Linked DNA regions of Ovis aries: region 1 is linked to region 2. The links are chromatin contacts, called in public Hi-C maps. All regions are on one chromosome and are shown on one strand. Each heading gives the region's core, a stretch centred on a gene start, on an enhancer-like site or on the middle of the called end of the contact. The rest is flanking DNA. Distances are from core to core; before and after follow the strand shown. Region 1 holds the start of BBS10 (Bardet-Biedl syndrome 10). Region 2 holds the start of PHLDA1 (pleckstrin homology like domain family A member 1).

Region 1 (2,700 bases), core at 201-2,700, 250 kb before region 2:
TGGACATGGAACAGACTGGTTCCAAATAGCAAAAGGAGTATGTCAAGGTTGTATATTGTCACCCTGCTTATTTAACATATGCAGAATACATCATGAGAAACGCTGGGCTGGAAGAAGCACAAGCTGAAATCAAGATTGCTGGGAGAAATATCAATAACCTCAGATATGCAGATGACACCACCCTTATGGCAGAAAGTGAAGAGGAACTAAAAAGCCTCTTGATGAAAGTGAAAGAGGAGAGTGAAAAAGTTGGCTTAAAGCTCAACATTCAGAAAACGAAGATCATGGCATCTAGTCCCATCACTGCTGTCCTATACACAGGAGTAAAGGGTAGGGAAAATAGCCCCTCACTGTTCAACCTCAATGAAACATCTAAAAGGTAATTTTACTGACGTTGACCAAACTCATATATAGTTGTATAGTATTGGGTTGATCATTCTTTTTAACCTTACAAAATATCCCTTTCTTGTGGAAATAGTGGGTTCCTACCCTGGTGACACGTGACGGTAATTTGTTGAGTATGTTGTATTTGTTGAGTGCTTAGTACTTCTGACACACCATGCAAAAAAAAAAAAATCCCACAGCTTTGTAAGCACTGTCCACTGCCACCCTCAAAAGGTTTTTTACATATCACCATCTTTTCTTTTAAGATGAAAAAAGTGGAGACAGAGAATGTCACAGATATGTCAATGGCATAGCAAACCCAGGTAAATCTTAAGCCCATGCTCTTTACCATTTCATCCTTAAAAGAGAGGGGTATGTGTCTTAACGTACGAAACAGTATGTTCTTTCTGCTTAACAGTATTTTTTCTCCTGCCGTCGGATTGTGTGCAATAATCTTGAGTCATTGTTTTTAAAGCATACTATTGATTACCTATAAGTCCTCACATCTATCACCTCTGCTAAAGAAAAAGAAAATTGCGGTGGCGAGGATTTCATGTTGTTGATACTTAAGCCCAGGAAATGTGGCAAAGCCCCCTCAGAACGCATGAAGCCTACAGCTCGTGACCGTGGCCAGGCCCTCATCTGGCCTGCATCACGAAAGAAAACCGCTGGTGCAGAATGTGGACAGGATATGCACAAGTTCAAGGCAGAGGATTGGGAACGAATTTTTGACGGCAGTTGGAAACGAACCGAATTCTAGCCGCAGGGCCCATCCCTCCATTATCGTGCCGAGCTCCTGGGAAACGGAGGGTTCTGGTGGCAGCTGAGGCCTCCAGGAAAGGAATGAATTCACCTCGGGAGCTGGGGAAGGGCTTTCAGCTTCCTCTCCAGAGACAGCTCCAGAGAAGCCCCGACCTTTTTTCTACCTTCACGGACTTTTGGACCGCTAGCCCTACTGCCCGAACCGTGGGGCGGGACGGCAGACCCTCGCCCAACCAAGAAGCCTAGCTGCCAGGCTTCCGGTCTTCTACCCGCCCCTTCCGCTTCCGGCGGTACCCGCGCTCTATTCCTTCCTGGCAACCCTGGTTTTCTGCAAGCGGCGTGCGTAGGCTGCTGGAACCTGAAGGCCTATGGCCGCTGCGGGGTCTGTGACGGTGGCGTTGCATGTGGCGGAAGTGCTAGAAACCATCGTGAGCGGTTGCTTGGGGCCCGAAGGGCGGCAAGTTCTGTGTACCAAGCCCACTGGCGAGGTGCTGCTCAGCCGGGATGGAGGCCGCCTGTTGAAGGCGCTGCATTTAGAGCATCCCGTAGCCAGGTACCCGCGACGCACGCTCCAGCCCTTTAGAGCATCCTTTAATTAGGTACTCACGTCCCACACTCCAGATGGACACCTCCCGTCATCTCCCTGGACTTCTTGCCCGTAAGATTTTGCTTTTTGGGAAAACTGACCTCCCTCTCGCCCAGCAGAAAAAGCCCAGCCATTCTGCCAGTAGGAGCTATAGGTCCTATAGCCCCGAAGATGGTAAAAAGGTCGGGGCTTCTCGGGAGCTGTTTCTGGAGAAAACTGGCCTTGGATGACACCAGTGTACGCTCAGAGTTAGAGCACTGTCCCAGGGAACATTCCACAACTGAAAAGAGCATTTCGCCTTTCCTTCCAGCTCGACCCAACCCTAGAATCTTGAAATAGCACAAAGGTGGTTCTATTGTTTTTCCCTTTTAAATAACAGAAACCATTCAGCCTATATTTAAGTAAATTTTAAAAGGGAAAAAACTAAGTACATTAAGGAGATAGTATTCTCATTTTATAGATGTAAAAACATGCTTTCAACTTGATTTCAGATGTGGAAAGGCAGCCCTCTGAAAATCTGAGTTGCTTTCTTTCTTTCTTGTGCAGGGTGATGGTGGCCTGTGTTTCCAGTCATCTAAGAAAAACAGGAGATGGTGCTAAAACATTTATTATCTTTCTTTGCCATTTACTCAGAGGACTTCGTGAGATCACAGGCAAGGAAAAGGATTTTTTCCCTTTTGAAAATATTCAAACCTGTGGAAGGCATTGGAAAAATTGCTGTCAGTGGAAATTTATTTCCCAAGCTCTTCTAACATTTCAGACACAAATATTAGACTATGTTATGGACCATTACTTAAGTAGACACTTCTTGTCCATCTTTTCTTCAGGCACTAAAGAAAGAACATTGTGTAGGGGCTCTTTAGAGATGCTCTTAGGGGCATACTTTTGTGGAAGAGTGGGAAGAAATAATCACAACCTGATATCTCAGTTGATGTGTGACTATGTTTTCAAGTGTACAGCTTGTGAAA
Region 2 (2,700 bases), core at 26-2,525:
TGGGATGAACCTCGAATTTCTTAAGCGTGACACAAAGAATTTGACTCTTGAGGGGTTCTCCAAGCTCATGTGTCGCTTCTTCCCCCTTGAATTCTTTGTTCCAGCCAGATGACAGACACTACGGATGAACTCAGCTCTCCTTCCTTCTTGGGCACAAGTAGCACCCTTTCCTGGTACCCTGGCCGACTCCGACTTGTCCATCCCTCATTTCTTTCTTTTGTGTAATTCATATTTTTCAGGGTGGGTATATAGTTGGGATTCTCTAGTACATTTCCTTAAGAGGTTTGGTTTCGGTTTATGCTCTTTAATCTTTGTTTCCCAGAGTTTCTATAGAAATTGCTTAAATGGAGTAGGAGGGAGCTAGGGGCGAGCACAGAATGACCTTCCCCAGGGTTACAGATAAGTGAGATTAGGAGAGATATGACCTGTTGGGCGTTTGCAAAGGGACGGGTCCGCGGAGGCCAACCCACCCTTCGGAGGTTAACCCACCCTTCTGAGGTTAAAGTGCGGAATCTCAGAACCGGATGTTACCGCAATTTGCAGTTACTCTTGTAAGAGACTGCAGGCTGTACGGATGGGTCAAGAGGAAGCCTAAGGGCTTGTGTCACGTAAGATAAGGAGTGCTTGCGCTCCAGGCTCGAAAAAAGGAAGGCGAAATGTCATTTCTAGTGGGTTCCCTTCTATCCACTCCAAAAGGGACAGACGGTTGCTCTTAACAATCGCGCGCTCTAAGAAGAGCTGGGTAGTGGCCGTAAGCGAGTGTGAGTGTAAAGACACCATTTCCTCTCGCCCTTTGCGCACTAAGATGTCTACGTGGGGTCCGGGGGAGGCACAGTTCGCGGGACTCCGCGGCGTGCGAACCTCAGCCCCAGTTCCTCGCTGGCCCAGGCCTGGAGCGGGCTCTGCGAGATTTCGGAACCCAGCGCGAGTCCTCAGGGCGAGTTCCGGAGCGCAGAGGGTCCGCCTGGCGTGCCTGGCGGTCTGGCAACTGCGCCCACCTGGGCAGTCCCGTGCCCACCCGAGGCTCTCCGCAGAGAGCCCCGCCGGGCGGAGAGGCGCGACGGCTGGAGATGGCCTCTCGGCGCCCTCTGCGCGTCGGCATTCTTCGCCCGGCAGTCGGGGCGCCCTCAGCCGCGGCCCCGGGCGGAGGAGACGAGTTTCCGGGGCTCGCGTCCCGGCCGCCAGCCTGGGGAAGGAGCGCGGAAGCGAGTGGGCGGCGGGAGGCGGGGCGCGGGGCGCGGGGGGCGTGGACCGGCCGGCTTTGGAAAGGCCCCAAGTGAATGAGGCGCGCGCCGGCGGCAGAGCGCCTCTCCAAGCTGGGCTTTCCCCCGCGGCGCGGGCGCCAGGAGCCGCCTTTTCCGCTGGGTGTCACTCGGGGGTGGGGGATATGGCCCATTCAAAAGCGCCGCGAGGGGGCCCGGCCAGTGCCCTTCAGTGAGCGCTCGCAAGAGGACGGCGGAGCCCCGGCGGCTCGCAGCTCCGGGACCTTGTGGCGCATCAGGACGCGGCTGCCCTGCTGCCCGGACCCCGAGCCGCCGCCGCCGCCGCCGCCGCCCTGCTTTCTGCGCGTTAGCCTCCTCTGCGCGCTCCGGCCCGGAGGCCGCGGGAGCCGTTGGGGCGAGGACGGCGCGCGGCTGCTGCTGCTGCCCCCGACCCGGGCGGCTGGAAGCGGAGAGGCCGAGCCGAGCGGCGGCGCCCCCTATGCCGGGAGGATGTTGGAGAGCAGCGGCTGCAAGGCGCTGAAGGAGGGCGTGTTGGAGAAGCGCAGCGACGGGCTGCTGCAGCTCTGGAAGAAGAAGTGCTGCATCCTCACCGAGGAGGGGCTGCTGCTCATCCCACCCAAACAGCTGCAACACCACCAGCAGCAGCAGCAGCAGCAACAGCAGCCCGGGCAGGGTTCGGTCGAGCCGTCCCAACCCGGAGGCCCCGCCGTGGCCAGCCTCGAGCCGCCGGTCAAGCTCAAGGAATTGCACTTTTCCAACATGAAGACCGTGGACTGCGTGGAGCGCAAGGGCAAGTACATGTACTTCACCGTGGTGATGGCTGAGGGCAAGGAGATCGACTTTCGGTGCCCGCAGGACCAGGGCTGGAACGCCGAGATCACGTTGCAGATGGTGCAGTACAAGAATCGCCAGGCCATCCTGGCGGTCAAGTCCACGCGGCAGAAGCAACAGCACTTGGTCCAGCAACAGCCTCCGCAGCCGCAGCCGCTTCAGCCCCAAAGCCAAGCCCAGCCGCAGCCTCAGTCCCAAGCCCAGCCGCAGCCCCAACCCAAACCGCAGCCCCAGCCCAAACCCCAGGCTCAGCCGAAGCCGCAGCCGCAGCCGCTTCATCCGTACCCGCATTCGCACCCTCACCCGCACCCGCACCCGCACGCGCACCCACTACCGCACCCGCACCCACCGCCGCTCTCGCAGGCGCACGGCCACCGGCTCCTCCGCAGCACCTCCAACTCGGCCTGAAGAGGGCAGCACCCGGCCCGAACGCGGTAAGGTCGGCGCGGGTCCGGGGAGCGGCTCTGGGGGTGTCAGAGCCGGAAGCCTGCTCACGGGTTCGGCTCTTGGGTGGGCAAGGGAGCAATGAACCTGGGTTTCTGGGAGGTGGAGAGAAGGGCACAGGCTGCAGGCAGCAGAGGCCGGGCGGGGAGGGCAGGCTGAGGAACGCGCGCTGGGCGGGAAGGTGCCCGCAGCGCCGCCGACC

Evidence for each region. A called contact is a pair of places that touch in the nucleus more often than the background predicts.
Region 1: a Hi-C map of muscle shows a contact between it and region 2, with 2.7 times the contacts expected there. The contact joins the promoter of BBS10 here to the promoter of PHLDA1 in region 2. A contact is called at or near these places in 2 of 16 Hi-C or Micro-C datasets (hypothalamus and muscle).

What each region holds. Positions count from the first base shown.
Region 1 is chr3:112,315,044-112,317,743 of ARS-UI_Ramb_v3.0, reverse strand. BBS10 (Bardet-Biedl syndrome 10) reads left to right here and starts at 1,450. Exons shown (of 3, transcript XM_060412464.1): 1 at 1,450-1,699; 2 at 2,279-2,385. The coding sequence starts at 1,515.
Region 2 is chr3:112,065,973-112,068,672 of ARS-UI_Ramb_v3.0, reverse strand. PHLDA1 (pleckstrin homology like domain family A member 1) reads left to right here and starts at 1,275. Exons shown (of 2, transcript XM_012173944.4): 1 at 1,275-2,488. The coding sequence starts at 1,281. The coding sequence ends at 2,462.